Linked DNA regions of Mus musculus: all the other regions are linked to region 1. The links are chromatin contacts, called in public HiChIP or PLAC-seq, Micro-C and promoter capture Hi-C maps. All regions are on one chromosome and are shown on one strand. The core of a region is the stretch at or near the end of the contact, and the rest is flanking DNA. Distances in the headings are between cores, read along the strand shown.

Region 1 (4,201 bases), core at 1,205-3,704:
TCTAAGTGGCCATTTAGAAACGAGGAGAGTGAGAGCCATGGAGGTAACAAAGAACCCTGTACTGTGGCCAGAATGTTGTGGTTATGATAATAATTTAAAAAAAAAAGAGCGCTGTAGGGGTTCACATCACAGCCCCCCAAAACTCAGAGAAAGCAGGGCACTTGGATAACTCTTTTTCTCCAGTGTCTAAAGAATTTCAGAAATCCAGATCTTCCCAGCACCCAACTTTTAGTTCAACTAAATGTTCACAGGTCAATAGCTTCTTAAGATAGAAGATCTGGTAAAGACGCGAGGAAGACAGGGCTCTCTTTCCACATCTGGGTCCGTCTCTCTAGTCCCATCTTCATATCTTTCCAACCCTGCAGCTGGAATGCCCAAATGTTCTTGACAGCAAGGGCAGAGCAGGTGTCCTGCCCTCGAGGAAGGGTCTTCAGACTAGGACACGAGCACTCTTCCCTGCTCTTAGGATGCAGCTAGCTAGCTGGACAGGTCACCATCTACTAACAAGGATCTGAGAAAACTGAAAGGCAGTTTCGCGAGCTTAGTTCTAAGTGAAGCTCCAAACAAAATGGTTCCAGTTCCAAACAGGTGGCCTTCTTAGACTGCACGCTAGGAATCATACGGACAAGGCCCAACAGAAAAGGATGCAGCGAGAAGCGGCGATGGAGTGTATATGTAAGTCTGGCCTTTCATAGCAACTCACAAACTATTACAATGATCCCCTCCGTCTCAGTCCAGGATTCCCAGACCCAAGACAGAGAAAGAATGACATGTTGCCCACTAGAAATGCAGCAGGCACTGACCTTGAATCACCTTCCAGGACTCCATCCAGCAAAAGTTAGCCTGTTTGGAGATGTCAGAGAAAACTTAGCCACCCACAGAGGAAAAGGGAAGGAGTTCCCATTGCCACCATCTACAACACCATCCTCATAGCGCCTCCTATCGATCTTGAAGACAAACTGCAGCTCAGGGGCGGCAACTTCCTGGGTTCCAGCCCCTCAGCGCCTGATCCAGAAGGCGTTGATTGGCTGCATCAGGACAACACCTTCGGAAAAAGCAGGCTCTCCACCAACCTCCCCAGAAGCACATGAGATGGAGCTCTGCTGAGCCTAGGAGAGGACTCTGTATAGAACTTCCAACGCTAGAATTCGAAAGGAACCAATTTAAAGGGGGCATTGGGTGGCACAAAGGGGCTTTGGAGATCTAAACTCAATGATCCAAAAAAAAAAAAAAAAAAAAAAAAAAAATGGGGTTGCATCCAAAGAGGTGACAGATGAACTCACCTGTCTGGTGAAGAGGATGGCTGTGTCCCAGTACTCAGGGTGCTTATCGCTCACTTTGTTCAGCTTTTTCTGCCAGGCACAGAAGTTGCGCAGAGTCAGGGCCGCGTTGCCTGTGACCTTGGGCCCAGTGTCACGATCTCCTAAGAGTAGCACCTTGACCACCACGATGTTGATAGGGTTGAGGATGCTGGGGTGGCGGTAGAGTCGCGCCGCCGTGGCCAGCAGCGTCAGTAGATAATGTTCCAAATCCGCGCCGTGAAACTTGACCATTGACTCGTCCGCCACCACCAGTGTCTCCACGTACCGTGGTATAGACACGAAGCGCTTGGCGCGCCCAGACCTGCGGCGGTTGTGGCTCTCCCCCGCGCCCGTCCGCCGTGGCTTATAAGGGTCCAGAGCCCTCAGGATGGCGGGGTTCCAGCCCGAGGCCACCCCGCAACGAGAGGTGGGGTCTCCGGAAGGCCCTACAGGAGCACCCCGGCGCTGGAGAAGGTGTGCGCCCTGGCTGTGACGCTGCGCCTCTGGCGCGCTGGTGTTGGGCAGAGGGCTAATGACATACTCCGCACCTCGGTAGCCAAAGGCTCCGCGGAGACCCCCGCATAGGCTCACAGCAGCAAAGGAGTCTGGCTCCGCGTTCACATACCCGGAATAGAAGCAGCGTCGCAGGTCTAGAGAGCTGCCAGTGAGCCTCTGCAGCGGGACACCTAGATACTCAGTAGCAAAGGCGGGAGCCAGGAACTGGGCATCTGGCGTCAGGTGTAGATAAAAGTCCTGCTGAAAAGCTGTGATCTGAAAAATGAGACCCTGATCCCCGGAGTCCTCCGTACCCCTCCTGTAGTAGTGGCGGCCATTGATGTCCGGGTCCCGTCGGATTGGAACGACCACCTCCCACTCTGGCTCGGAGCTGCCAGCAGGTCGCCAGGCGAGAGCCAGGATTGAGATGCCCAGTAGAAGCATGGCGCCGGGCCGCGCACAGACGCGCTCTGGGATGGGACTTAGCCCGGCTCCCACGGCAAGCACTGTCCCCTTGTAGCCCACACACCAACGCCCGGGACAATGGGCAGTTCCCAGAAAGGACAGCCAACCAAGTCCGCGAGACTCCTCCCAGAGCAGCGAGCGTGCACAGGGCAGCCCGCGCCTCCTACCTGTTCCTCCCTGAGCAAAGCGCGCTCTGGGAGCTTTAGTACGGTCGCTGTCAAGTGCACAGCCGAAAATTTGCCGTGGAGAAGTGACGCGAGGTGGCGGGCTGCTTCGCGAACCGCAGCCGCTAGCGGTGCAGCAAACTAGGCGCTGGGCGAGCCTATTAAAGGCCCCCTCCTCTTTGGACTGCCCAGTCAGCGCCCCTCCCCTAACTCCCCTCCCAGCCTCCCAGAGCTCGCTGCCTGGAGCCTCCAGGGGCCACTGGAGAACTCGGTCCCGCCTCCTGAGCAAGAGCCACTTGGCGGGGAGGGAGTGGCGTTATGCCGAGGCAGGAGGCGTGGGCTGACCTAAGAAACGAACGCTGGAGCCTATTCACGTTTTTTGCGCTAGGTACCCCAGTGCGGAGATGCATCAGTTACTACTGCCTGGGTGGACATCTGTGAGCTCTCTGGGTCTTAGCCTTCCCAAGGCAGCTGGGTCCAGGAGTCTGGAACCAAGACAGCACTGACCTCTTTTTCCAGGCCCACCTCTTTCCTCCAGTTGCAACAACCCCCACCCTGCTTCTTAACCATCAAGTCTCCAAAAGGACCTCAAACCGAGGAGGGCCCTTTAAAGGTCCTAGTGTTGGGAGAACAACCTCCGAGAAACACAGCCAGCCCTTCTTGAACCCAGACCCCACACAGGCTGCCCTGTGGGGTTAGCACTGTGTTGGATGGGCTAGACAGACTGCCAGGTTTCAGTAATTCTGCCAGGCAGATGTTAAATGCAGCCATTATTTAAAACTAAATTACATAAGCTTATAATTAAATAAGTTATATTTTAAAATAAAGATGATAAACTCTCAAAACTCCATCTCTTCCTAATTATCTGATGGCTGCCTCTGGTCTTGAGCCACTGAGACCCTCAACCCTTCCCCCTCCCCCAAGCCCAAAGCTCCCAGAGAAGAGCAGAGGAAGATGGGAAAGCAAACAGCCTTCTACTTAGTATCTCCATCAACCCATACAGCCACATAGCAATTGGCTTTCAAAACAGGTCCTGGTGAAGTTACAGCTAATGCTGGTTATCAGGGCTTGAAGAGAGGAGGCAAGCCCTTAATAAGCATTTATTAGCATCCTAGTGCCTGAAAGAAATAGCCAAGCAAATGCAGGTTGTCTTCTAGCAGGGAGAGTCAAGGGACTGGTGGGCAATGGAAGGCAGGCCATGTGCCCTTAGTATGTATTTTGATCCTTACCCAAGTATAGGGCAAGGCACTGGAGTGGGAGAGTGGGTGCAGATCAGCTGGAGAAAGCACAATCACGTTGTAAAGTTGCCATCCAGCTTGGAGAGAAGGCTGGGCACCAACTGATACATCGTGGCACTAGACCTCAAGGTTCTCATATCCTTGCAGAATCTGGAACTGGAGCTATATAGCTCAGTGGTTCAGAGCCCTTGCTTGTTCTTGCGGAGAACCCAGGTTCAGTTCCCAACACCCATAGTGGCTCACAGAAATCCATAACTCCAGCACGTGAGGATCTGATACATTCTAACCCCTTTAGGCACAGGCACGCCCAGACACACATACAGACAAAGCAGTCATGTACATAAAATAAAATAAAATAAAATAAAATAAAATAAAATAAAATAGTCTGCAGAATTTCCCTTTTCCCCCTTCCATCAAAAAAAAGAAACCCAATAGAAGAAGGAGGCTTTCCTGCCTAATCTTTCTTGATAACCAGAAAAATCTTTGAAGAAACAAATTGCCCTGGCTTGCATTGGAAAGAGAACAGTAGGAAATAAGG
Region 2 (4,201 bases), core at 821-3,320, 500 kb before region 1:
GGATCCTAAGATCTGTCCTAAATCCCCAGGCAGAAGCTCATAGCCATCCAGATGACAAGTGCATTGGCATGTCCATCAACTGTGCTGCAGAATCAGGAAGACACTCTTGGCTACCTCAGAGCTTCAGACCATCTGCTCAGGTGGCACAACGCCCACTGACAAGGTCAGTTCGTTGCTACCCTGCACTTTCGGTCTCATGATGCATGGGAGGTTTTTCTCTGAGCTGCAGAAGCGAAGTCCTAAGTGGTACCATTAGTTCTCCGCCATTTAAGTCTCTGCTGTGACTCTTGCGTGGGCAGCAGGGATATTTACTTCTCTAGAGCATTACTGTCAGGTAACTGTTCCCGGAACAACAGGATAGTTTGGGAGGACAAGACAGGCAGTCTGCAGGTCTCACATTCCTTTCAGTTGGGAGGAGGATACAGTGAAAGGATGTTCACCCTGGCAACATGAATTAGTGCTTTGTAACTCCAGAGATCACCTTGCCTGCCTAGAAACACTTTGATCCTAAACTATATTGTTGGCCTTTGAGGCTGTTAGTTGTCAACCACATCCAATTGTAGATGATGGTTTCCTTTGTATTCAAATAAAGTTATTACCTTGACACCAGCAGTGGAGACAGAAAAGGAAGCTGTAAGATCTCTCTGGTACAGGGTTGTTTTATTTTGCTTGGTTTTTTTTTTTTTTTTTTGCGGGTTGGGGGTTGTTTTGTTTTAGTTTTTGCTTTTTGTTGCTTTGTTTTGTTGTTGTTGTTGTTGGGTTGTTTTGTTTTATTTGGTGAATTTGCCTAAATCCTTCAAGGCTACAGCAGAGGACAGACTGGTAAAGAGCGATGGCATTCATCTGTGTCCAAATGGAAAGGAGAGCCACACTGCAGAGTCCAGAAGGACCAAGGTGGAGGCTTCACACAAAGAAGACATCAATGCTTCTACACATAGCCAGTGCCACTTTCAGATACTGACTTTCTTTGTAGGTCACTCTTTTTGAGTTGACAACTGGCAGATGTGTTCAAAGCAGAACACAGACAGGGGCAAATGTGTTAGAGGGTAAACTAAAAACAAGACGTCTCTTCCTCTGCCTTGCATGCCTATGCACATGGGAAGAAAAGGAAGCCGACAGGCAGAAAAGTCTTCAAGATTCAGCACGAAGGCTATCTTCTTAATGGGTTCCCTTTAACCATTGCGATTCACTAAAATCATTCCAGAACGTACTTAAGATTTTGCAATTCACTATATCTTATAGGGACTCGCTTTACTGAAAGCTGATTTACGTCAAATAAACTCATTCCCCCAATTAGCTTCAAGGGCTACAAGGACCCACTCTTCAAGCCAGTGACTAAACATAGGAAATACTCTCTAGAAACCTGCCCCACATCTTAATACTTACCTTTGACTACTCCGGAAAACAAAAGAGGTGGACTGTGAATTGAGTAGAGTTGGGAGGGGGGTCGGGGGGGGGGGTGGAGTGGGGGTAGAGGTGGGGCGTTCTGGAAGAAGCAAGGAGAATTTTTAAAATCCCTCATCAATCTAGCTCCCAACAGTACGTCTCCAAGGGAATTAAAACAAAGCTCATTACGGAAAGTTTCCCTAAACCTCTAGAGATATTTACAAACAGCACTTTAAAGAGCCTGGGCGAGTATCCGTTTTGGCCCAGGTGAGCACGGGCTCTGGGTTCTCAGCTTAGCAGAGCGGTGTGTACGCCCACCGTCACCACCGCTCCTCACCACCAGGGGGCGTCCGTGGCTCCGATCCACCAGGCCGCTCTCCCAGCGTACCCCGCTCCCGCAGGCCGCGACCCGGAAGCTGTCGCCGGCTGCTAGCCGGCCCGCTGCTCTGTCCACTTTGGAGTTGCGGAGTGTAGTGGCCTGGGCGGCCGGAGCTTGTTGTGGCTGCTGGCCGCGGCGGTCGGAAGGATCCCCACCCCCCCAAGAGTTCGTTCCCAGGGGCGCAGTCTGAGCACGGGTCCCCCAGCGACGTGTGACCCGATCTGCCGGCTGCTGCTTCGGAGTTCGTAAGTGTCCGTGGGCCGCGCGGGGCTGCGAAGAGACTCTCCGCCTGGGCCATGATGGAGGCCGGCAAAGTTTTCCTCATCTCGGCTGGAACAGGCTAGTTGATGGGCCCTGTCGACAGAAGCGAGCGGGAGAAGCAGAGCTTTTTCTGTCGCTCTGCAGTGCCAGTAGTATCGAAGGTCCAGAGTTCACTCAGTAGCAGCTGGACTTGTTCTCTTCGGTGACAGTTCATGCTCCCACTCCTGACACCAAAATAAAATCGGAGGCTGTCATCTGTGGAAACATACCTGTCCTTTCAACCATGAAGGCACAAACAGTGTCCCCTACCCAGGGGACTATCTCCGAGTCCAGTTATGTCCACAGCAATCTATGGAGTAGCCGGAAGCTAATGATCGTGGGGGTCTTGGTGGGCTGGCTACTGGTCATCCACCTTCTGGTCAACATGTGGCTTCTGATCCTTCTATGTGCATCGCTGGTAGCGCTGGGAGGATGGCTGGGCTCCACTGCCATCCTAGGGGCTTCAGGTCAATTGCACCTGGAACGATTCATTACCATCACCACCTGTCCTCCATGTCCCGAGGCAGAAAGGCAGCTGGAACAGGAGATTAACCGCACTATCCAGATGATTATCCGAGACTTCGTGTTATCCTGGTATCGTTCTGTGAGCCATGAGCCGGCCTTCGAGGCAGAGATGGAGGCAGCCATGAAAGGGTTGGTTCAGGAGCTTCGAAGGCGGATGAGCATAGTGGACAGCCATGCTCTTACCCAGAGGGTTCTGACTCTCTGTGGTTGTCACCTGCAGAGCTATATTCAGGCAAAGGAGGCTACTGCAAAGGAGCAGAGCTGTCCAGTTCAGCCCTCCCAGCTGTGGGATGCTTACTGCCAGGTTACAGCTCCCCATCCTGCCATGAGCTGTCCCACCACGGAGGTCACTTATGCACGTGGCATTGTGAACTTGATACTAAAAGAGTTAGTGCCCAAGCCCCACCTGGAGACGAGGACTGGACGCCACGTTGTGGTTGAAGTTATTACTTGCAATGTCATCTTACCACTGATCAGCAAGCTATCAGATCCTGACTGGATCCACCTTATTCTTGTGAGTATCTTTTCCAAGTACAGACATGATGCAGCACAGGGAACTAAACCCCCCTGCTCATCCAGTGTCCTAGAGCAGCCCTCGGTGCCCACATCTCTGCCATTGATTGTTGAAGTAGAGAGTCTGCCAGTAGGAAAAGCATCTTCTCCAGCAACAGCCCCAGTACACTTGACCTCCAGTGAGCCAGCCCCTTCCCCAGAGATTGAAGAAGGCCATGAAGCTGTAGAGGGAGATTTGCCTGGGATGCTCGAAGAAAAAAAAGTAGGAAATAGCTCATCCCATTTTCTACAGCCAGATATCCGAGGCCCCTTGTTCTTATGTGAAGACTCAGAACTGGAGTCACCACTGTCTGAACTGAGCAAAGAAACCATCCTGCTAATGACCCCAGGCAACTTCCTTTCTGACAGGATTCAAGATGCTCTGTGTGCCCTAGACGACTCCGGGGCTCTGGAGCCTAAGGATGGCGAGGGATCTGAATGTATGGAAGGAGCAGAGGCCGAGGAGGCCCCAGGGACAGACACAGAGACAGGCATGCTGGTCTCCGTGCTTAATTGCCCAGAGATCCAGATTGACACAGCAGACAAGGAGGTGGAGCAAGGAGATGACACCTCTCTTACAGCTTTGCTGGAGGAACCAGAAAAACCCTGCCCCCTACGGCCCTCATGTTTAGACAAAGATCTCGCCAGTGGTGTGTGCTCCCTTGAACCTGCTATGCCCCCAGTGCCTCTTTCCTCCTCTCCACCTGGTCCTCTCAGCTCAGCCACCTTCAGCTTCGAGTCCCTGAGCAGTCCAGACGGCCCGGTTGTCATCCAGAACCTTCGAATCACTGGCACCATCACTGCCCGAGAGCACAGTGGGACTGGATTCCACCCATACACACTGTACACTGTGAAGGTAACAGGATGATGGCTGTGCTTTCTCACTTTGGGGATGGGGTTTAGAAAGCAGAGTCTGTAAACAGATTGTTGCAAGGGCAGATAAGAGCATCCCGTGTTGATTAAATAAATTAAATAAAGTGGTGTATAGCTCGTTTGGAAGCCAGGATCAGCTCTTATGGTAGACCCACACAAACAGCACCAGAAACTCAGTGTCAGAAG
Region 3 (4,201 bases), core at 1,096-3,595, 470 kb before region 1:
CCTGTTGCCTCCCTGCAACAACAAATAGGAACCTGAAAGTGTAAGGTTTTGGCAACAACATTAGACTATGTAAGATTCTTGAGGGCAAAGATAGAGCGTATTCACAGTTGTGTCGCAAACGCCTCCTCTGACATATAGAAGACACTGACTGAAATTCTGTTAAATGAGCAGATGCAAGATCGCATGCAATTCCATGTCTCAGTATGTCTCTCATCACCAGGGAGAACTCCAAGCATCCTCGGCAGTGCTAGGGGACAAGAGGTACCCAAGGAAACAAAATCTCCCCAGGCTGTTCCCATAGAGTGTCCCCAGCTGATAAAGTGGGCATCTCCAATACCCAGGGCTGTGGTTGTACCTACCCATAGGCTTGCCCTTCAGGCAACAGTACCGTTTCTTTCTGAAGCAGCACAGTGCCCTTGAGCGCCTTGCCTCACTGTGAGGACCCACTGATCTTATGCTCTCTGGAAGCAGCTCCTGCTGTTGCACTGTCCATGTCCACCCCCTACCCCCTTTCCACATAGGAAGAATGCGATCATTGAAAGCAGACAGACAGCCTCACTGTGTTTGACTTGGGGGCGAGTCTTACTCGCTGTATGGAGGTTCTTTCGGAGAAAGCTAATGCGGAATAAACTGTAAGAAGATGAAGGTATGTGTTTGGAGCTGCACCTTATAAGCCAGGGGTCGTTTAAGCTAAGTAATATTTCAAACAGTGCAGCAGGTGTAAATGGAGTAGATTACTTATACTTTTAAATAGAAAGCAACTCATAATAATTTTGAATGCTTTTAATCTAGTTCTCTGAATGGTGCAAGTCTGTGGCTTGGAAAATGAGTACCAAAATTCTCCCTGTAAACACCAGGTGGCACTGCAGGTTAAAAAATACCATTTACTTTCTGTAAGGAAGACTTATTTTGCAATAGTAGCTCTGCCCCGTGATGATGATGCCTAAGCATTGCTCCATAATTCAGAAGCCACGCCATGGTGCCAGTGACATAAACAGGCCGAGTGTCTTTCATCTTTCACATTTCCCCTCCTCCCTGACCTGATGGGGCCTCAGCACACTGTTCTCTAGTCAGTCTCGTCAGAGATGGCCTTTTGAGTGGCTTCCATCCTTTAAGAGTTCAGTGCTGGAACTGATATATTGAGATCAGAACGAACAACAGGTCTGTGGTAATAATGAGCCGGACAGACATCTGAATTGAGAGAATTTTGTCGGTACTCTTTAGCCCATATTTAGGCCTTTTGGATCCCAAAGCCTTAAATATGCACGATGATAAGTCTGTGTAAAGTAGGTGGTAGGCCAGTGCTCTGCCACTGAGCCATACTCCATTCCGATCCTCACTCTGTCCTTAGCATTGCCATCAAGTGCCTTGCAGAGGAAGAAAGTGACAGTGGAGCAGTGAAGGAGCAGATGTGCACATCCAGGTACACGCTTCAGTCTCACTCCATGGGCATGCCAGCAGCACTGGAGCGCGGTTCTCAAGGAGTTAGGGCTCCTGTGTGGGAGCCTGGCTGTGTAGTGCAGCGTCAGCATTAGCCCCAACAGCCCTTCCTCTCCCCACTGTGGTTTTTCCCTTTCTAGTTGTATGTATTATTTCCCTCTGCTTTCTAACTATTGCTGATTCACACAGAGTTGCCACCATGCAAAAACCCTGGAGCTGCCACAATGCTGTCCTTAGAATCTCTCCTTGGTGTCAGGAAAGCCTTCGCCTTGAGAAGCTTTTCAAAGGCATCCTAAAGAGAGGAAAGCAGAAGCCATTAGATAACGCCCACGCAGGTGCTTCCCCAACCTGCTCTGCTCACGCTTCTTTCTCTCCTACTCCCAAATCAAACTCGGATTTTCCAGTTTCTTTCTCTTGGACATGTTTCTCCTGTTGATCTTTTGTCTGCAAGATTGATCTTTTCTAGCCTTCTGTAGCCATTTTCACACCCTGTCTTGAAGTCCTGCTACCTCTGCTTATTTAAACAGGATCCCAGGTAATTTTCTTCCAAATCTTGGCTGAGCACACTCTAACTCTGGTACTTCTTATACTGGTGACATTTGGAAGCAGGAACCCTCCTGATAAAGAGCTCATAATTAGGCAGCTCTCTTTCCTCTGCCTCCTTTCTTCTTTTCCTGGGGTGGTGGCTCCCCTCTCAGCCAAGAGGGGGGCACCCCTGTGAGTTAAAGTCACCAGGAACAGTAGGGGCCCTGGTTGTCAGGACAACTGCTAACTTTCTGCCTCTTCCTTCCTTTGTGTCTGGCCTTTCTTCCTGGTGCTAAGGGCTTCCCACCCCTCACCGCCCTTTCCCCTTGGCTGACTCAATCTTCTTCTGAATGGGTGGCCCTTTTAATTACTGGCCCACCTCGGCCACCTCCCTGCCTTTGCCCTCCACTGAAAGGCAGGCTCAGGATTACTACCTGGGGACTGTGAATGAGCCAGACCTGCAGTTCACAAAGGGGCCAAAGAGGGGGGATGAGACAGTGTGGGTCCTCTAGTCTCTGTAATGAAAGTGTCCTTGTTTAGTAAACAACAGTTATGCTCTGGGGAGAGTCTGCCATAGTTTTCATGTTACCCCTAACGTAACAGGCGTCTCTTCAATCTGGTTAGTTACTCTGCAGCAGTGCTTACTGTTTCTATCTTTGTTTCCCTGAGGCTGCCGGGAAGGAGGGAAACTGAGGCATGAAGCCTCACTGGCTTCTTCCTATTCTCTGGATCTGATAGGGTTGGTACAAGGGACGAGTGGGGTCACTTTCTCTGTCACACACACAAACACAGCATCTTCAAAAACATTTTTAGTTTTCATTTTTTCTCGTTTCATCTTGGTAACTTCGTGAAGAAGACAACATAGGAAGTCTCCTGTTTTAAAAGTCAGTCAGAGGTGCTTGAGGTTATGCTGTGGTTACTAACAAAGGGGAGGGCTTGACCATCTTCAGAGGCAGATTTGTATAATATATCTTCAAATTACAGTCTTAAAAGTGTCACAGTGTCCAGCTCTGGAACAAATATCTTCAGACCACCCTTTGCACTTAGTCTTATTTTTGCCAGAATCTACAAGTGTCTCCTTTCTGTGCCATACTTCTTAGAAAGGGAGCCAGCTTCTGCTGCTTGTCTGTGTCCCCACCACACCTCCTTCCAGCTACATTCTTTTCTTCTTTCTAATTTCAAAAACTGGGTTGGAAGCAGCTTGGTGTTGTTCCATCCATCAGAAACACTTCCTAAAACACATGGGGGACTTAGTCATCTAGACATCTCTCTCATGTTTGACTTTCAGTCCTTTCTGTCCTCAGGGCTTATTTGCCAAGAAAACCAACAGAACGAAGCATAGGCAGCTGGCAGCTGTCTCCCTTCCCCAGGATTTATAGCGTGTAGAAAGAAGCCATGGCTGGGCCATGAACCCTTGCCTTTCACCCCTTGGCCCTTCCAGCAGGATGCATAACTATGTGTAACTTGCCCATTGCATGGATTTTTCATAATAAATTCTTCATTCTAGATCAGCTAACTTATTACCAACATATTCCTGACAACAATCACCCTGTGGCTGGAGTTTTGGCAAACATTTTAATTTGATTGTTAGCTTTCAAAAAGTCCATTACTAGGAAAGTAAATCTAAGATGTATGGCCAAGCATTTATGCAAATACAGAAATACAAAGCATTGTTATGTTGTATACAGTCTACTGATGTCTTTGTTTTGTTTGGGTTGGTTGGTTGGTGGTTTGTGGTTTGGGGGTTTTGTTTGCTTGAGTTTTTTATTCTGTTTTTCATACTAAGGCCTCACCATGTAGCCCAGGCTAGCTTCAACCTCTTGATCCTTCTGTGTCATCTTCCCAAGTTCTGGGATTGCAAGTGAATGCCACCATGCCCAATGCTTGCTTCTTTGCTTGTTTTGAGACAGTCTCGCTTTGTGGCCTAGGTTGGCCTCACTGGGGATGCTCTTGCCTCAGCCTCAAAGTGCTGGGATTGCAGGTTTGCACTGCCTTGTTCTATCTTGTCCACAGTGTTTTAAATCTGTCACTGTCCTCTACCATAGGGTGAATAATTAAAAGCTTACAACTTGTTCTCGTCTTTAAATATTCGGGTATACTTTGTTCAGAGGTTATTTTGAACTATGGTCACTCTAAAACCAGAGATTTCCACATTACAACACAGAGCTGATACTCCTCGGCTACTCTTTTTCAAGTGTAGTAAGTAAAAGAGCCCCACGTCCCCACAATAGGATGT
Region 4 (4,201 bases), core at 429-2,928, 460 kb after region 1:
CTATGCTTTGTTAAATTTTGTATGACCCTAAAACTGCTCTAAGAACAAGGGCTAATGAAAATGGCAGTTTGTAATGTTTTAATGCTCTCCTGTCTGGTCACCCAGAGTGACGCTGCACTGCCATTTCTAATTGGTGGTTTCTAATTCCAACAGGATCCAAGGACATCTTTTTTGTTTGTTTTTTGTTTTCTTCGAGACAGGGTTTATCTGTATAGCCCAGGCTGTCCTGGAACTCACTTTGTAGACCAGACTGGCCTTGAACTCAGAAATCCACCTGCCTCTGCCTCTCTGCCTCTCTGCCTCTCTGCCTCTCTGCCTCTCTGCCTCTCTGCCTCTCTGCCTCTCTGCCTCTCTGCCTCTCTGCCTCTCTGCCTCTCTGCCTCTCTGCCTCTGCCTACCTTCCGAGTGCTGGGATTAAAGGCTTGCGCCACCATGCCCCGCTGATCCAAGGACGCTTATAGAGTCAGTGGGTGTGTGTGCGCGTGCGCATGGGTGCAAAGATTTGGCTTTATTTGGAAAGCACTATTTTCCACTGAGAGAAGGACATGCCTGGCATGCCCTGCTCCCCTGACATGTTTATTAAACCGAAGGAACAGTGGCTAACCCACGCAGGACCAGAGGGTGAACTGTAGAATACTTGAGAAGACATTCTAAATAAGACGGTCTTAGAGAAAGAAGGCGTAATGATGAATCATAAGAGTAAGTTGTCGATGTTTTCACTTTCTGCAAGTTGTGCGGACTTGGAGACATGGGTTAGAGTCTGTGTTATATTTCCCAACCTTCAAGACTGCAAGAGGTCCTCCACTGTCTGGTGGCCTCAGCAAAGCCTTCCCGACAGAGTGGTGGTGTCTAACAGTTTTCTTCTGCAGGGAAGCTCTTTAAACAACTCAAGAAAAGCTCTTTAAGCAACTCAAAATAGCTTCAGGAAGTCCCCGAAACGGATCAGATTCTTTAGGCTCCTCTCTGCCAGAATAAACGATAAAAGCTGAGAGACCTTCTCAGATGGAAGGACGCTAAACTGAGGATTCTGAGTTGGGGAAAAAGCTACAAAGTCGACTCTGAGGCCAGACCAGCTACCTGGAGGCAGCAGAAACCAGCTGAGCTGCCTGGAAAGGTGTAGACCAACTGAGGCACCTGGAAAGGACTCATTGCAACCTGTTGAGCTGCTTGTAGGCTGTGCAGTGTTTCAGGTTCCCAGCTTTTGTGAGTTGTCACTCATGCTGGGGTGAGCCTTGGTTTTTCAGCTAAGTCATTTCTGCTCTTGTTAAGTAAACCCTCACCCATATGCCTGCAAGTAATCCCAATAGTAGTTCACCAAGTTGGACTTGGGTGGTCTCGGTATTTTGATTTGTCGTGTTGAGTATCCCCTGGAAAAATTTTGTCACACAAGAAGTGGTGGTTAGCACGGTGCCTGTCAGACTGTGCTCTTGCTTCGCAGCTGACAAAAGGCGACATCGCTCTATCCTCCAAAGCTCCTGAGCCAGGAGAACCCCGCACAGAATGGATCGTGCCTTCTCCGCACCGACGTAGCTTGTGGCACCAGACGCGTCGGGGCGGTTCAGGTGCTGCCACAGGCTCCGCCCCTGCCCGTCCTGCCCAATACGCTCCGCCCCGCCGTTAGGTTTCGCCCCACAGGTCCCGCCCCTTCCGCTGCCGGAGCCCGGAACGTGCGCGTACCCAGACGCCTTGCGGGAGCGAGCGCGTTTCGGAGCCCACGGCCCGACGAACCCCGGGTGAGACCCGCGGACTCTGCTGAGGTGAGGGCGGGCCCAGGCGTCGGGTTTGGTGGGTGCCGGGGGAAGGGGAGAAGCGGGGAGAAAGGGAGAAGCGGGGCGTTGCCGTGGGCACGCGGCGGGCCCCACGCGTGGCGTGCGGCTGCCGGGTGGGCGAGGGTTAGGGGGAGGACGTGTGGGGGAGGGGCGGGCCGCGGCGCGCTGCGCGCAGGTGGGGCTGGCGACGTGGGGCTGCGGTCCGAGGTCCTTGCTTGCTGGTTGCTCGCGAGGGTCTAGAGGGTGGGCTAGCCCAGGTGCAGAGAAGAGGCCTTCCTGGTCTAGCGAAGCAGCCCGGGACACCCCCAACACTTAGAAATCGGCAGCTTCCGGGGTTCCGGCTCGCTAGCAGCGCCCCTGTTTTTGTATTTTGAGTTCTTGTGCAGAATAAGTGGCAAGGCAGCGGTTGTCGCTAGATAATTATGTGTAGCTTAATCAACCGCCGGTATTGGAAGCAGCTTCTGAGTGAGTTGTGTACATTGTGCACCTGTCAGATGAGGTAACTGGCTTTGCACGCTGTCTATGCCACTTACGCTAAGAGGAGTTTATTCTAAGCATCAGGTTGCCTCTGTCTGTCGGTCTGCCTGCCGGCCTTCCTTCCTTTCTTTTTTTCTTTCTTTTTTTTAAGTTTTGTTACGTGCAGGTGTCTTGCTCCTTTCTCACTTTCACTCAGTTATTTAGGCGCTACATGCGTGCAGGATGTCCTCAATTCTCTGTGTGCTGACGATGAGCGCGCACAGTTACCTGGGGACCACACAGCTGTGTCCATGTAACACTCGCCGTATCTTTCCTTGATCTGAAATACTGTCAGAACGTGAAATCATTTTGCAGAAAAGAGCTTCCATTCTAGGTATATTACAGACTTACCCATTATCATTTGAGAACTTGGGAAGTGGGAAGGATCTTCACTGTTAATGTAAGCTCACTTAGCTGGAGATTCCCTTTAAGATCCTAAGAGAAAAGAAAGGTAGGAAGGGCCTGGTCCAACTCCTCCTTAACTACAGGTAAGGAGCCTGACACCTGGTGAGGTAAGATGTCACAGATAGTGACGGCCCCAGGGTAGAATCTGGTTGCTCTTCCCACTTTTGTGGGCTTGTTGGTCTGTTTGTCAGTAATAGTGATAAGAGTCCAGTACATGTAGAGCAGCTGGGTCATGACCCTTTTGGAGTGGGGGTTGAGTGACCTTTTCAGACTGATCATCTAAGACCATTGAAGAACACAGATATTTACATTACAAGTCGTAACAGCAAAATTGCAGCTATGAAGTAGCAACAGAAGCGGTTTCATGGTTGGGAGGTGGGTCACCACAACTCGAAGGCCGTAGCATTGGGAAGGCTGGGAACCACTGAGGTACAGCGGTGAGTTCCAGTTCACTGTGCCTTAGCACTGTTCAGAACCGTGGCCTCAGCTTCATACTGATTCCAGCTTTGGGAAATGCTTGCATTAACTTACATGGATCTGAAGGTCAGATTGGCCACTGACAGCTAATAACAGTCTGGTGATTGGAGCCCTAGGAATTTATGTGGATGAATAAAATCATATCAGGTGTTTACAGTTTAAACTGAGAGTATGTAAGAAGTATTGTATATGATATTAACATCTGCAGGCAAGCCAACCAAGAGTTGGGTAAGCGATTTCCAAGCTTTGATCTTCAGTTAGTACCTGTATAATAGGTATAATAAGCACAGCTGTAAGAATTACTTGAAAACTGGGATACAGAATGGGACCCTACCCCCTGCTTTAAAAAACAAGACTTGAGAGATAATTTATATAAGTTAGTATCTGAGTTTACTAATGTTAATGGCTTTTTAAAAACAATCTTAAATTAAAAATACCATCAGCGTGTGTGTGTGCGTGCGCGCGTGCGTGCGTGCGTGCGTGCGTGCGTGCGGATATCCATAGCACTCCTCTGGAGGTTCTTTCCTTCTGCTGTGGGTCTCGGGATCAAGCTCAGGTCATTGTGTGGCACACACTCTTACCCACTAAGGTGTCTTGCCAATCCTGCCTGTGGATTTATAATGGTTCAAATAGATTATTGACCTTGGAACTTGTAGTTGTGGACCATGGTCTGTCATTTACTTTTTATTTTTTGAGACAAAGGCCTCATCCCATACCCCAGGCTGACCTGAAACTTGTGATCCTCCCGCCCTATCCTCCCAAGTCCTGGGATTATGCACTCGATGGATCATGCCTGGTTAGCACTCAATTCCTGGGTCTTAACTCTAATATAAAAGGAAAGTGTAAGGAGCGTAAGAATTCAGACGTTGTTGTAGAGGCATTTCGAGAAGTCTTACTAGGTTAGGTAGGCTTGAAACTTTGGTGGAAATGGGGTGTTAAAGGGTGGAAGGACAGCTATGTGGTTAGAGAAAAGGACGTGATGTAAAAGGAAATTGGAACCATGGTTACTTTCTCTGTAATCTACTGTAGGAATG
Region 5 (4,201 bases), core at 659-3,158, 400 kb before region 1:
CTGTCTTAACTTGTTAATGGCAAACTGTTGTTGAATCAGGACACCTGGAGTGCTAGCCATCTGTCCAGGGATTTAACTATATCAATGTGAATACAGGTTTCTTGGCATCCAAGTGATCTCAGTTGTATTAGGGAGAAGGAGGGTGACAGGCAGCGGACAAGCTAAGAGTCTGTGATCATAAGAGGGTGAGGGCCAAGATCAGTGATTAGGGAAGGTTCTTAGAAGAGGTCATGTTCTGGCTGAGAAATAAAGCAGTATTCGGATTTAAGTGAACTGAAGAGATGGCATGGGACAGAAAAGACAGAGAAATGCAAAGGATTAGAACCGCGGAGGAACGACAACTAAATCAGGAATTCCCTGTTATAGCAGATTCAGACACATTATTACTACATCAGGTCTGTCAGGTGGAGAACATTATCAGTTCCATTTTCCAGAGGAAGGACTGGTGGAACACGGAGATTTAATAGCTTGCCCAAGACAGCTTTGCTTCCCCAAGATACTGCTCTCTGGGTTTCCAGCCCAGAAGAGATGTGCTCCCAGCCCACACTCCAAGAAGATATCTTTCTATACACAAACCACAAAGTCCTGCAGAAACATAGCACTTCTTGTAAACCAACCCAGACTCTAACCTGAAGTCCCAGGATGTTTTCCACCACTACCATCCAAGCACAGGCCTTTCTGAGGTGTGGCATCTTGTTTCTAAGGTGGAAAGAGACACTTATGAACAAAACTGCATTTAAGACACAAATGAGAGAGAGAGAGAGAGAGAGAGAGAGAGAGAGAGAGAAGAAGAACCCTGTGATGAGTTCAGTGTAAATGAGTCAGAAACATATGGATCCAATGAACTTGAAAAAGCTCACTGGAGTTCAGAGCAAAGGGCAGAAACCTTTGCAGGAAATCACAGTTGGAGATTTCTCTAAGCCCAGTTCCATTAGTTCTTGCCAGCCACAGAATAGGGCTGGTGAATGAGTCTCCATGGAAACCACTAAGGAAGAGTAAGGGTCACTCTGTCCCAATTCCTCAAGGTCCGCCTTAGTCATTTTCCAAGCAGCTAGTACAAATACCTTGCTCCATGCAAGCCCATTTCCTGGATATCCCAATCAGGGAATGGGCTGGAACACCCAATCCAGCTGGTCATTTCTTCTTAGAAACTCAACCTTCCCAACTCCCAAAAAAACGTACAAGTTGAACTGAAATCCCTACTTTTTCTTCAGAATCTCCTCCCCTTGGATTCAACCTCTCTAGATAAGGTTAAAGTCATGCTAGGCTTCTTATCAACTGATTGGAAGGTTAGGCTTGTGGTCATTGGCTTTGGAAGATGAAATACCAACCACGGTCCTTTTTGGAAGCACCAGGTGGGAAATGAATGTACACAAAACTATTGAAAATGTTCAGCCAAACATGAAACACTATCCAAAAAAGACCCAGATCCTGACGTATCAGTTCGGTTGAGTTACATCAGCCATGAAAACAAATGCAGGCCAGGAGGCCTGGAGCCCAGAGAGATGAAGCTTGGTTAATGGAAAGCAGGCAAGTGGCAGGTGTGTTTCCCTGGGCAAAGCCATGTTTAGTACATCCCTACTCTACCCATACCCCCAACCTCAGGGTGAATGACAGTCTGCTCAAGGCATCGGGCCAACTCAAGAGTCCAGCTTAGTATCGGCTAGGTTTCCATTTTTTATCCACTTGAGTGCATCTTCTAGATAAAAACCCAAGCCTCTGCTGTGTTCTGATTTTTCTTGCTCACAGTGGAGTTGCTATGGAAACAGGCCTTGCTCATCCACCACTGGACTAGTCACGTTTCGGGGGTGGGAAGGACTAAGAAAAAATGAGCAAGTGGAACAGTATTCTCCCCAAACGGTGCTTTAAATTGAAATCATCTGTTCTGCAGCCCGGCCTCCTCAGCCCAGCCACACCCGTGCAGCTGTGAAGGTGGGCGGGCCAGCCAGGCCAGCCGCCTGCTTAGAGAGGGTCAAACCTCTGTGGTGGTAAGGTGATATGCTGGGAAGAATTTTGCTCTGGACTGGTTTTTTTTTTTTTTTTCTTCTTCTTCTTCTCTGTTTCTTATTTACTAATTAGCATTTTAATGGTGTGCATTTACGGGCTGTACTATGAAAACCCGATACATGTACATAATGTGTAATGATCAAATCAGGGTAATTAATATTTCCATCTCCTTAAGCATTTTTTAAAAATGTAACTCACTCATAGTGACTGTACATTTCAGAGGGAACATTTAGAACACTTGTCAGAACCTTCTTCTCTACCTTTAATCTTCACACTCATATGGACTTCACCGGAAAGTCCACGTTGGCCTTTGTGTGTCTTCTCCAGCGGCCCAGAAACCAGGATGAACCCTGGAGACTGGCTCAGGGCTGGGTTTTCCAGGCATTTTCTGTGGCCCTGAATGTCTCTACTGCTGTCCCGATGGGTTTTCCCACTTGTGGTTACCTGCAATTCATGAGGTTAGGACAGAGCCCTTTTGTACTTAAGGCAAAGAACCCACATTAAGGGAATGCGTGTGCCAGAACAGAACAGACCAGACCAGGAGAGGAGACAGAAGCAGGCAAGTGTAAGAAGGTGGTCCTGATGAGGCCTGTGGAATGGGCAAGGGGAGAATGCAGGAAGCCAGCCAGCTTAAGGATAAACTACACACATGCTCCATGTGAGCCTCAGCTGCAGGGTCGTTATGCTAGACCTGGAAAAGAAGGGCTTGGGGGAGCCTAGAAAACCTAGCTAAGGGGTGCAGACAGTGGGCACAGTTGGAGGTCAGACAAGAGTTTGTTGTTGGGCCAGTCTATGCCAGGCCCAACTCTAGGTTTCAAGGACATGGTGTGAAGTCAGAAGTAGTATGGGGTAAATGACATAAGCACCGTCCAAAGGAGTTATCCTTAGTCATTCCTTCACCTGGCTCCTAAGCATGCTGCCTGGAGTCAGAGTCCCAGGCCCTCTGGTTCAGGCCATCTTTCATCATTCCTGCCTGCAGGGCTTCCATACTAGCTGAGATGTGATGGAGTATTGAACACCTAGGACTGCAACACAGTGTGGGCTGCCCAGGGCAGATGAGCTGGGTCCTAGTTTCCACAGCTGTCACCCCTACCCCAATAGCATTGCTACACAGATAAACAAGAGGATTTCCAGAAAGCTCACTGGTAGGCAGGGTTGCAGGGGTGTCTGGAATTGGATTGAATACAGCCAGTCCTCTCAGAGGGAGACTCTTTGGGGGCCCTGGTTGAGCCAGTGCCTTAGAGCTGCTATGCTGTTGCTCTGTCCGCCGGCAGAGCACATCTGGAAAGTCTATTGGACAGACACGAAAAGGTGACTAGGAGCAGGATGGAGAACAATGGGCTGAAGGTGCCGAAGTGAGGTCAGGATTTGCTGGTGGGCTTCTTGCCCAGCTTAATTGTTTTCATTCTCAAAATGATTCCTAACAGCTGGCCCAATGCTCGTCATGTGCGGATTCCACAAGCAGCTGGGAGAAGCCAAAGGGCTGGGCAGAAGATCTGGGAGTCCACCACCTGCCTTGTCAAGCTAGGCTCAATGAAGATGGGCTGAAGGAGGCAAATGGGCCCATCTGTCCTGCCTTGTGTGGGTGGATGCTTTGAATCCAAGATGAGTTCAGGCTTTCATGCCACAAACGCCCTCCCTGCCCCTGCCTTATGCACAGGGTGGCCACTTGGAGGCCTTTCCCTGGACACCTGAGTTGTGACCTAGCCTCTGAGTTCCTGTTGTCTATGGCTAGCTTTCTCAGGTGGCCAGGGCAGAGGGCCAGAGGTCAAAGATTAAATACAAATTTCAGAGAAGAGAAATGGGCAACATTTTAGCCTGTGTCTTTGTGCAGCTGGCCTGACCCTGGCAAATCATAGGACGCATGCTGTCCTTTGGTCACAAGAGGATCGGGACACAGCGTGGGACTGAATAGTGTAACCCCCTCTGCCCTGACAGTACCATCAGGTGCAAAGAGCTTCAGTTTTCAGCCCTGGAGCAGTCAGGCTGTGTGAGGAACCACACTGTTGTGTGTATCTGTGCTCTCTGCCTCTGGGCTGACACAGTTTTCAAGGCAGGGGCTACTTTGTTCCACTGTGATGATCAGCACTGATTGTCAACTCGATGGGACCTAGAATCAATCACTTAGAGAACAAACCACTGCACATCCCAAACTCAGGACTTAAGGACCCTCCAGCACAATTCTATCTCAGCT
Region 6 (4,201 bases), core at 739-3,238, 320 kb before region 1:
ATATATAATATACATTACATGTTACACACATACATATGCATATACATATAATATCTTAATGAAACTATATAGGGTGATGGTACTTCCCCTAAGAGCCATAGACTCTTGATGGAGGCATAGATTATATCCAGTGGAGATATGGGAAGCCTCCATCTGAATTTTTTTTTTTTGGTCAGGGAATTCCAAGAGACTTTGGCTGCTGAGCTGGTACTTGAAGGTAAGACACTATTACTGAAGATGCCACAGACTTTGGATACAGGATAGAGGAATCAACCAGGAACTGAGGTGGAAGCATTCTCTCTGGAATCTAAACAGTATAAGAAGAAGGATAGGAAGAGACTGTGCAAACTACCCAAGATGAAAAGCAGTCCGCAGTCCTACCCAGCTATAAAGGCTATAAAAAGATATGGGTTGGGGGCTGAAGATGCAGCTCAGGTGATAGTATTTAATATTCATGAAGTCACTGGCTGGATTCCCAGCACCCTGTTAACTAGATATGGTGGCACATTCTTCTAATCCCAGGATTCTACATCCAAGGTGGGGACAGGAAAACCAGAAGTTCAAGGTCATCTTTGACTATGTAAGAGCCTGTCTCAAAGGAAAAAATAAAAAGAAATTTGAAAATAGGCATAAGACAACACTTTAAAACAATAACAGCTATAGAACCTGGTCAACAATAATACATTGACTGAGCACCTTCAAGCTCAAGTCCTTATTGGAGGCCAAACGGGCCTTATCAACTATTGTGCTGGCCACCTCATGGCTTAGTCCAGCATCTTGAGACCATAGTTATCTTCTCTTCTCCCAGAACCTGATAACAGGTAAGAGCTCTTCCAGCCCAATGTTCAAAGTGCATTACGCATCGCTTCTGACTTCTGGCAATGGATCTTGCCATGTGCCACTTGTTCCTTGTGTCCCACTTGCCTTTGACACACACACACACACACCTGTTTTTATATTCGTGCTCTTTAATTCTTGTGACTCTTGATCTGAAAGACTCACAACGTGAGGACTCCCCCACGGTCTGACTCAGGAGAGGCGACACCCCAAAATCACCCACAAGAAACGGTCTTGTTGCAAACTGCAAGAGGATTTTTATTCAAGAGTGCTCTCGGGCCCATGGTCATACACCACGCAGGGGTAGAGGACTGTGGCACCCCGAGTAGCTGGGTAAGGGGTTATTTAAAGGAAGAAACCACAGCTCAAGGAAGTGGGGAGGGCTTTGTTGGAAGATACCAAAGGTACCAGGTAAGAGTCACAAGGAAGTGTAAAGTTACAAGAGTCACAAGGAATACCTGGTAATTGTTAACTCTCAAGACAGCTTCTAAGAGCCCCTAACAATAGCACATTTGCATTGCAGGTTCTGGTAATGGTCAGGGTGACTTTCTTTGAATGAGCACTCTTTGAACCCAGGAAGCTGGTGGGTAGAGGAATGTCGCTATCTGTTTTATGATTAGCATACCTTTACAAAGGCCACATTCCCAAGCCTGGGCCTAAAGGCCTAGAATTCTGTTTTTACTTTGTTATACTTTCAGATCCACCCGTCTACCAATAACCATCTCCTTTGTCCTCTCTCTTTAAGGGATCCTCTTCTCTCTCCCTTGAAAATCCAATGGCTTTTCAGGTGTGCCCAGGAAAACAAAACAACCAACAAGTTGGTAGACATAGGTGGGGCACTGCACTAACCAACAGACCTCCACATCTGTGTCCGCTCTGAAGATGGGTTTGACCTACAAAAAACATTCTCATGTGCTTCCCCGTAGCCTGCACTTTTACCTCAGACAGTCATTCAACTCCCGCTGCCTTTTGGCTAATCTGTAGAATAACCCGAGGAACCTTTGTGGGTCAATGATGTCAAAGAAAAGATGGTCAGGGAAGGCAGAAAAAGATACTCAGAGGTGAGAAAAGAGGAGAAACTGAATCCTGTTAGTCAGATAAGCCATAGAAATGCAAAGTAGCATGGCCTAGGGTGTATCTAAGAATAGCAAGTGGGACAGAGGGTTGAAAAGAGCCCTGGGGATCAAGGAAGAAACCCCAGAGATAGCCCTTGGCTACCTCCTGCTAGGCGTCTATTTCAGGAACAGAACCCTTTAGAAAGTGCCTGTTTTCAAAAGAAATCAGGGGCCTGGTGGCAGGAGAGAAGAGCTATTTGGAATCCTTTGTTGCTGGTCATCCTGCACAGGTGAAAGCAGAGAAAGGAGACCTACATCAGTGGGAGTGTATATCTGCTGCAGTTTCTCTTGGGCATTTGTCTCCAGAAATGTAAAACCCAAATGAAGAGCCAAGTGGAAAAACCCCCAGTATCTCTATTTGTTATATCCAAGTGCTTCATTCAGTGTTTAAAGTCTTTGCTGGGCCATGGAAAGACTTTAATGCCTTAAAAAATGTTTGCAATCTGTGAAGGGGACAGAGTCTCAAAACAGCTTGAGAAGGCAGAGATGGGTTGTCATTTATTCAAGGCAGCAACTGGTTGTTCTGTATCCTCAGCCTCCATCCCTTTTCTGAGGTACCTTTGACGACCTGCAGTTCGACTGATACTAGGGTTCATGGGTAAGAAGGAAACAAACAAAATCACTCTATTACTGCTTCTAGACACCTCCATTTAATCTGCAAAATAAGACAGCTAGGAAGAAGCCCGTTCAACATCCTTCCAAACCATTCAACATCTTTTACTTTCAAGGCAGAGAAAGAGTGGCCTGAGGACATGGCCTGAAATGGGTTCCGTTGTCATCATCGCTAGCTTCCATCAGCCTGGGATCATGCTGAGGGTGTCTGGCCTCTACATGATCACTTCCAGGAAATCCTTTCTAGGTTTTTGACTTCTCTGACATTTGCTGAAACTAGTACTAAAAATCTCAAGCTAGCAGAGCCAGAGGAGAGGATGGGGTTGCACAGGTACAGTGTGTCAAATTTGCTTCAGAACACACAGGGCTTAACTTGCTAGAAACCCCCATTTTCTCCTACCTTTGCTGATGCTATTACTGGTAATGTTTCCATGGTTGGGTTTGGATTATTCAGTGCAAAGCCAGTCAGTTCCCTCTAACTATAAGGCTGCTGATATATGTATGGGGGGGGGGGGGGAGTGTGTGTGTGTGTGTGTGTGTGTGTGTGTGTGTGTGTGTATTCACACACTAGTGCCTGTAGATGCCATAAAAAGAGTGTTTGATTCCTTGCAACTAGAATTAGAGGCAGTTGTGAGCAGCCCCACACTCAAGTTAGGATTTCTGAAAAAAGCAGCAAGAACTGCTGAGCTGCCTGCCACAGCTAATCTTAGAGGTCTGTCCCCGCCTTCGAAGAGTTGGTGCATGGGAGATGTGCTCCCAGTGCCTGGGACGATCCATTCTCAGGCAAGAAGAAGTCTTGCTATTTTTTACCCAATGTTCCAGTCGTTTTTAATGAATAAACATTTGTCCACTTGTTTGACTCTGGTTGCTTTTTGGAGCCCTGAAATGATTGTTTTTAATAGCTTTCCTGGTTTCTTTGCTTGTCTTTTCGAGGGAAGAAGGTTTGCTCTCCTCTGTTCCCTGTTATAGCATAGAGTATTTCGTGCAAAGAAGCCTTTTAAGTCAATGGCTTAGCAAGCACCAGCACGGACTGTCTACTTGCACTGTTTACTACTCGCGACAAGGGTTTCTATACACTTCCTGATGAAAAGACTGCTCCTTCTGTTTTGCCTTTTCATTCCATCCTTACCCCAATGTGGGCCTGAGTATCAGAGGCTTTCCACGGGAGATCTCTGGCTAGGCCTGGTGCAAGGGTTCCAGCGAAGGGAAGCAAGTGTGGGCAGGGAGGGGAAGTTGCTTCCCTGCTTCCAATGTGGCGGTTGGCTCCACCTCCATCTCTGCCTTGTCTTCCAGGTTACTCTGTAACTCTGTGCTGCCCTGCACAGCCTGAGTTGGGTCAGGCTGGGCGGACAAGAGTCTGACTAGCCAGTGAGCAGTGCCTCAGGCGGCGGTTTGGGAGAGCAGATCTCTTCCCTAGTGTTACAGCTCTTAGGACAAAAGGCTCCGATGAAGGAGTAGTTCTCACACCCCTAATCCTGATAGGATTCTTATATATAGTTTTGAGATGGGTAAGGGTCTGACAACAGGTACTTCTCATCGGTTTGGTCTGAGGGTTTTGGGGAAACCTTATTTGCATGTGGGAGGGGTTGGTGCTGCTCCTATGTGACTGATCACCACATACCTGTGTTGGGGGGTGG
Region 7 (4,201 bases), core at 1,130-3,629, 290 kb before region 1:
CTGTGCATCTGTCTATGACACTACAATTTGATATATACATGATAAAGAATCTTCAGAATCACAGGTTCTGGGAGCATCCTGCTCCTTCTCACCACACACATGATCACCAACAGCCTGGAAAACGTTTGCCCCAGAGATAAATGGTAGAGGAATGGGACAGAATTCACATGGAGCCGTATGGATCCAAGACACTGATCTACCTGCAGTTGGAACTCTCTTACCCCACTGAGACCCCATTCTTGAAGGCCCAGTCACCTGTGTTGACTATTGCTGATGGAAGTGTCCTCAGAGCACCTGCAAGGTCAGGCATCCACTGAGTGCCTGTGAAGAAGAGAACTGAGGCTTCGGGAGTCTGAACTCATGCTACGTCTTCTCTGTGTGTTGCTGCTCCACCTCCAGTGCATTAAAAGGAAAAGGTGGAGATGAAAGAAAGCAATGAGAGGAGGGGAAGAAAGCAGCCCACCCTTTCCACACAGAAGGACTTTGGGCAACAGCCAGTAGTGTATGTCTAGTATCTTTATTCACTCACAAAGCAAAATTCTTAGACTCTAGGCCCAGGTAGCTCTGGAGACTCAAAGAAGCAAGAGTCCAGTAGGGGGGGTAACAGTGTCCATAAATCACACACACAGATGTCAGCACTGGGATATAGTATGCACCTACCCAAGCTTCAAGAACAGAATGTGAGCATCTTACATCTCAGGGAGGGAGCAAGGAAGACATGCTACTGAGATGACTCATGATCAGTGATGAATGAAGAGAGTTTCTAGAGTCAACAGGTTCTGTTCCCAGAGAAACGATTGAGAGCAATAAAGACAGCGACTCTGTTCTCAAAGAAGCGAGCACATTCTCTTCACTCGCGCTGCAGAAACATCGGAAAGGTGATCCCGAAGTTCACTCACTGAACTCCAGAAGCCCTCGGTATCCGTATGAGAGCCAGAACTAGAATTCTAGAGTCAGAAGAAACCTAGGTGTGGGAGCCCAGTAGCACAATGCCAAAGAAGTTACATGGCAGAACTGCATTGCATTAGACCGAAGGGGTGGATCCCACGAACATCACCAGCCCTAGTCAGTCCCACTGCTCTTAACCATGCATAAAATTTAAGCCAACCCTGCCCAGAATAAATATTTTTCAATACAATTGGAATTTTTGTGGGAAATTTAACAGATTTAAGATATCCTGGTTTACCAGCACAGCTGATAAAATCATGCTTATAGCTAACTCCTCCAAGTTTGCATAGCTCTACCACTGAGCAACCCAAGACTCAAATATAGGTCTTCCTTGTGGCAAACACCTTTAGATATTCACTTACAGAAACACGCAGCTGATGACCTCAAACCTGTTCTTTGCAAGGTGTGACACGATGACTTTGACAACTGGTGCTTCAACTGCTTAGTGTTTGCGGGAAGATGAGATCTGGAACAGGAGCCTTACAAGGCAGAAACGACCATCCTGCCCAAGGACAGTAGCAGGAGGTCAATACTAAGTACTCAAAGGTGGTTCATGGATTCATAGCATTAGCAACATCTAGAAGCACATTAGAAAGACAGAGTCTTGGATCTGGAAATTTTGCGTACTGAGTAACAGTTTTTCTGCACAAGCATGAAGACCTGAGTACCTACATAAAAAGCTAGGAATGCCCACAAATACTTGTAACTCCAGGCTAGTGGGGCAGAGACAGGAGAATGACTAGAACTTGCCAGCCACCATTGTTGAGACAGCAAGCTCCCCGTGCAGCAAGACGTCATGCCTCAAGGGAGTGAGACTGAGAGATCAGGAAGATATCCGCATCTCTCTGTGGCCTCCAGGAGTGTAGATGGGTACATGTACCCGAATATGATACATGGGCATGTATCACACACAAACCACCACACACATTACATACATGATACATATGCTAGACACACCCACTCTAAAAATCTAAAAAATAAACTTAAAAAAAAAAGTCAGAAATGTGGGGAAAAGGACTCAGGAATAATGTCCAATAAGAAATGGGTAGAGTTGGGGAGTCTTTCAGAAAATGGGACAAGCCCCTGTGCTTCACTGTTCTGCCATCTCTGTGTACCAGGAGGAGAAATATCATGATGTTGTCACACCAGTGCATGCATATGACTACTACCTAACATCCCTTCCCATCTGTCTTGCCTTACAGCATAGCTCTGCCTGCCCCCAAGACAGCCACATTCCTTAAGCACATAGGTCATCTCGAAGTCCCTCCCTCAGCCCTCACCTGCTTCTTGGAGACCATAATCAGTCAAGGAAAAATTAAGTCAAAGTTCCCAGCGCCGTCTCCTCCCTAAAGCCCCTCATCACACACACGTGCAGCCAGAAAGCCCATTCTGGCTCTGACCCATCACAGGCCTTTCCATTCCAGGAAAACTGTGATGTTGCCATGGAAACAACCAGTGAGGTGTTTCTCTGGCTGAGGACCCACAGCCCACACTGCAAAGTATTCACTGCTGGCATGCAGGGACCCCCTAGTTACCCCTCAAGAACCCAGGACAGCCCCACCCCCTGACTCAATGGAGCTGTTAGCGACAGGCAGTGAGTGTGTGGGTATGTGTGTATACTTATGTATATGTGTGTTTGTGTGTGAAAGAGACAGGTTTGGGTTTTTTTTTCCTCTTTAGTCCAACCCCTCCAAGCACACAAAAGACACATTCTTGAAAAAAGAAAAAAATGTATTTTTTTTCCCTGCATTCCAGCTGCCTGAGCTCAGTGGAGGGATGAATGGTTTGGGGAAAACCTCACACAGGAATAGATTTACAAGGGACAGCTGAGTGGATACATTTGGTCCCCCGAGAGGGGCATTACAAGGACTTTGGCAGGAGGCTGGCCCCTTATGCAGAGCAGTCTGAAAAGAAAAGCAGAGCAAGAGAGGGGAGTTTTCCAAAGCACCCCAAAATACAACCTTTGGAGTTTTCTCTGGCTGCTTTCATGTAAAGACAAGAGGAGGCCCATTAACAGAAGTAAATAAACCCTTTCTAGGTGGCTGTTTACACCCACCCCAGGTTTGCCTGGATGCCTCAGTTGCTAAGGTGAACACTTCCTGATCACCCTTGTTTTGTAATGTCACCTGATGCCAATACACTCCAGGACAAGAGTGGTATTTGACCCAGTGAGAATTTAGCAAACAGCTAAGGCTGGCTTCCTTAAGCACATAGGTCATTATATACTTTATATCTCATTCTTCAGTGTCTCCTTCAGATGAGATATAAAGTCAACAACATAGAGCCCTCAGCATAAATAAGGTTGGGCATAGTCCCAAGGCCCACACTGCTGAGCTTGGGGACACAGTGCAAAACGAAGAGACAGCTCTGCCCAGGAACCTGCTACTAGTGCTGGAGGATTCCAGCTCAGGACATAGAGCATCGTTTTCTTTCAGTTCCCATAGTTGTTCTCTGCCATGATTGAGAGCATGGTTAGGACAGAATACTTTGGGGCCACTACCCCCCACTCCTGACCCCCAACCCCCAGAGTGTTCAACTCTCATTTCTCTCTCCTGGCTCATCACCACTTCCGTCACTCAGCACAGAGTGGCCAATAGCTTGAATTAGGAGACTCCCTTTGCTTATTTGGAGTTCTGAAACTCATTTAAGCCATAGCTTCTCTGTTTCTCTAGAAACTAAATTTCAGTCCTTCTGCAGCTTGTAAAGGCCCGTCTGGTCCTCATGACAGCTTTTCCCAGGCCCTTTCAACCCCAGGAGAGCCTGAGACTTGAAGTCCAGCCAGGCAGGCTCCTCTGGGAGGCTGGAACTGACATTTGTGGGCCACCAAACGCATCCACATCTCAGGCTGTGTGCTGGGCTGAGTCAGTTAGATTGACCCTTTGCCGCCAGTGTTCACACCTCTGATGTCGTCACCAACCAGTGAGCACCAAGGCTTTCCAACCCCATCCTGTGTGGAGATGTAAAGTGAGGCGCTTCCTGCTGCCAAGAGGTGCCCGGGTCTGTTAATCAGATAGAGTTACTAATTACTGAGTACTCACTGTATTCTACTCTTTACATTTTCTTTTTTTTTTACTAAGTAATTCTTTGTGTTGGGCACTGCGTTTGCATTTTATATGGTAATTGAACCCAAGGGGAGAACCAAATGATTTGCCAGAAGGAAAATACTGGATCTACTGAGCAGCTATGCTCCAGGGGCATTAGCATATCAAAGCCTCAGTTTCCTCTCCTTAAAAACAAGTAACACGTGCCTTCA

Evidence for each region. Promoter capture Hi-C pulls out the DNA fragments that hold promoters and counts their contacts. A called contact is a pair of places that touch in the nucleus more often than the background predicts. HiChIP or PLAC-seq counts read pairs in DNA pulled down with a chosen protein or histone mark.
Region 2: a promoter capture Hi-C map of embryonic stem cells shows a contact between it and region 1, with 8 read pairs. The contact joins the promoter of Snx19 here to the promoter of Adamts15 in region 1. A contact is called at or near these places in 11 of 39 promoter capture datasets (the C10 cell line, the HPC-7 cell line, cranial neural crest and 6 more), 9 of 484 Hi-C or Micro-C datasets (differentiating embryonic stem cells, embryonic fibroblasts, embryonic stem cells and 2 more), 18 of 115 datasets of contacts at active chromatin or transcription factors (the 230-238 cell line, bone marrow-derived macrophages, embryonic basal ganglia and 9 more) and 2 of 9 other capture datasets (adipose tissue and macrophages).
Region 3: a promoter capture Hi-C map of embryonic stem cells shows a contact between it and region 1. The contact joins the enhancer-like site here to the promoter of Adamts15 in region 1. A contact is called at or near these places in 11 of 39 promoter capture datasets (the C10 cell line, the HPC-7 cell line, cranial neural crest and 6 more), 4 of 15 datasets of contacts at CTCF or cohesin (the G1E-ER4 cell line, the NIH/3T3 cell line, embryonic stem cells and 1 more), 37 of 484 Hi-C or Micro-C datasets (cerebellum, cerebral cortex, cortical neurons and 14 more), 15 of 115 datasets of contacts at active chromatin or transcription factors (craniofacial prominence, embryonic basal ganglia, embryonic forebrain and 8 more) and 3 of 9 other capture datasets (adipose tissue, liver and macrophages).
Region 4: a contact with region 1 is called in a Micro-C map of embryonic stem cells, with 6 times the contacts expected there. The contact joins the promoter of Nfrkb here to the promoter of Adamts15 in region 1. A contact is called at or near these places in 1 of 484 Hi-C or Micro-C datasets (embryonic stem cells) and 2 of 9 other capture datasets (adipose tissue and liver).
Region 5: a contact with region 1 is called in an H3K4me3 HiChIP or PLAC-seq map of forebrain, with 11 times the contacts expected there. The contact joins the enhancer-like site here to the promoter of Adamts15 in region 1. A contact is called at or near these places in 11 of 39 promoter capture datasets (the C10 cell line, the HPC-7 cell line, cranial neural crest and 7 more), 3 of 484 Hi-C or Micro-C datasets (muscle stem cells and uterus), 13 of 115 datasets of contacts at active chromatin or transcription factors (SST interneurons, craniofacial prominence, embryonic basal ganglia and 7 more) and 3 of 9 other capture datasets (adipose tissue, liver and pancreatic islet).
Region 6: an H3K27ac HiChIP or PLAC-seq map of embryonic stem cells shows a contact between it and region 1, with 10 times the contacts expected there. The contact joins the enhancer-like site here to the promoter of Adamts15 in region 1. A contact is called at or near these places in 9 of 39 promoter capture datasets (cancer-associated fibroblasts, cranial neural crest, embryonic stem cells and 4 more), 6 of 484 Hi-C or Micro-C datasets (muscle stem cells, nephron progenitors, trophoblast stem cells and 1 more), 16 of 115 datasets of contacts at active chromatin or transcription factors (SST interneurons, craniofacial prominence, embryonic basal ganglia and 8 more) and 2 of 9 other capture datasets (adipose tissue and liver).
Region 7: an H3K4me3 HiChIP or PLAC-seq map of stem cell-derived neural progenitor cells shows a contact between it and region 1, with 27 read pairs. The contact joins the enhancer-like site here to the promoter of Adamts15 in region 1. A contact is called at or near these places in 7 of 39 promoter capture datasets (cranial neural crest, embryonic stem cells, frontonasal cranial neural crest and 3 more), 3 of 484 Hi-C or Micro-C datasets (cortical neurons, embryonic fibroblasts and uterus), 11 of 115 datasets of contacts at active chromatin or transcription factors (astrocytes, cardiomyocytes, craniofacial prominence and 7 more) and 3 of 9 other capture datasets (adipose tissue, embryonic stem cells and liver).

What each region holds. Positions count from the first base shown.
Region 1 is chr9:30,919,998-30,924,198 of GRCm38.p6, forward strand. Adamts15 (a disintegrin-like and metallopeptidase (reprolysin type) with thrombospondin type 1 motif, 15) reads right to left here and starts at 2,455. Exons shown (of 8, transcript NM_001024139.1): 1 at 1,284-2,455. The coding sequence starts at 2,240.
Region 2 is chr9:30,425,259-30,429,459 of GRCm38.p6, forward strand. It overlaps Snx19 (sorting nexin 19), which reads left to right and starts at 2,071. Exons shown (of 11, transcript NM_028874.2): 1 at 2,071-3,998. The coding sequence starts at 2,310. Gm30933 (predicted gene, 30933) reads right to left here and starts at 1,720. Exons shown (of 3, transcript NR_169179.1): 1 at 1,609-1,720.
Region 3 is chr9:30,447,741-30,451,941 of GRCm38.p6, forward strand. The region is part of intron 8 of Snx19 (sorting nexin 19); the gene reads left to right. Among named protein-coding and RNA genes, the nearest start is that of Snx19, 23 kb to the left of the region's middle. Within about 2 kb of position 2,346, at least 17 of the 459 cell types and tissues checked have an H3K27ac peak or open chromatin away from gene starts, as enhancers often do. A contact at or near this core is called in embryonic stem cells, where this site is marked.
Region 4 is chr9:31,384,514-31,388,714 of GRCm38.p6, forward strand. It overlaps Nfrkb (nuclear factor related to kappa B binding protein), which reads left to right and starts at 1,679. Exons shown (of 26, transcript NM_172766.3): 1 at 1,679-1,757. It overlaps 1700023A20Rik (RIKEN cDNA 1700023A20 gene), which reads right to left and starts at 1,535. Exons shown (of 1, transcript NR_165167.1): 1 at 490-1,535.
Region 5 is chr9:30,519,378-30,523,578 of GRCm38.p6, forward strand. No RefSeq gene overlaps it. Among named protein-coding and RNA genes, the nearest start is that of Snx19, 94 kb to the left of the region's middle. Within about 2 kb of position 1,909, at least 73 of the 459 cell types and tissues checked have an H3K27ac peak or open chromatin away from gene starts, as enhancers often do. A contact at or near this core is called in SST interneurons, craniofacial prominence, embryonic limb bud and 5 more, where this site is marked.
Region 6 is chr9:30,596,078-30,600,278 of GRCm38.p6, forward strand. No RefSeq gene overlaps it. Among named protein-coding and RNA genes, the nearest start is that of Snx19, 170 kb to the left of the region's middle. Within about 2 kb of position 1,989, at least 19 of the 459 cell types and tissues checked have an H3K27ac peak or open chromatin away from gene starts, as enhancers often do. A contact at or near this core is called in embryonic stem cells, epiblast stem cells and trophoblast stem cells, where this site is marked.
Region 7 is chr9:30,630,217-30,634,417 of GRCm38.p6, forward strand. No RefSeq gene overlaps it. Among named protein-coding and RNA genes, the nearest start is that of Gm31013, 150 kb to the right of the region's middle. Within about 2 kb of position 2,380, at least 67 of the 459 cell types and tissues checked have an H3K27ac peak or open chromatin away from gene starts, as enhancers often do. A contact at or near this core is called in adipose tissue, astrocytes, cortical neurons and 3 more, where this site is marked.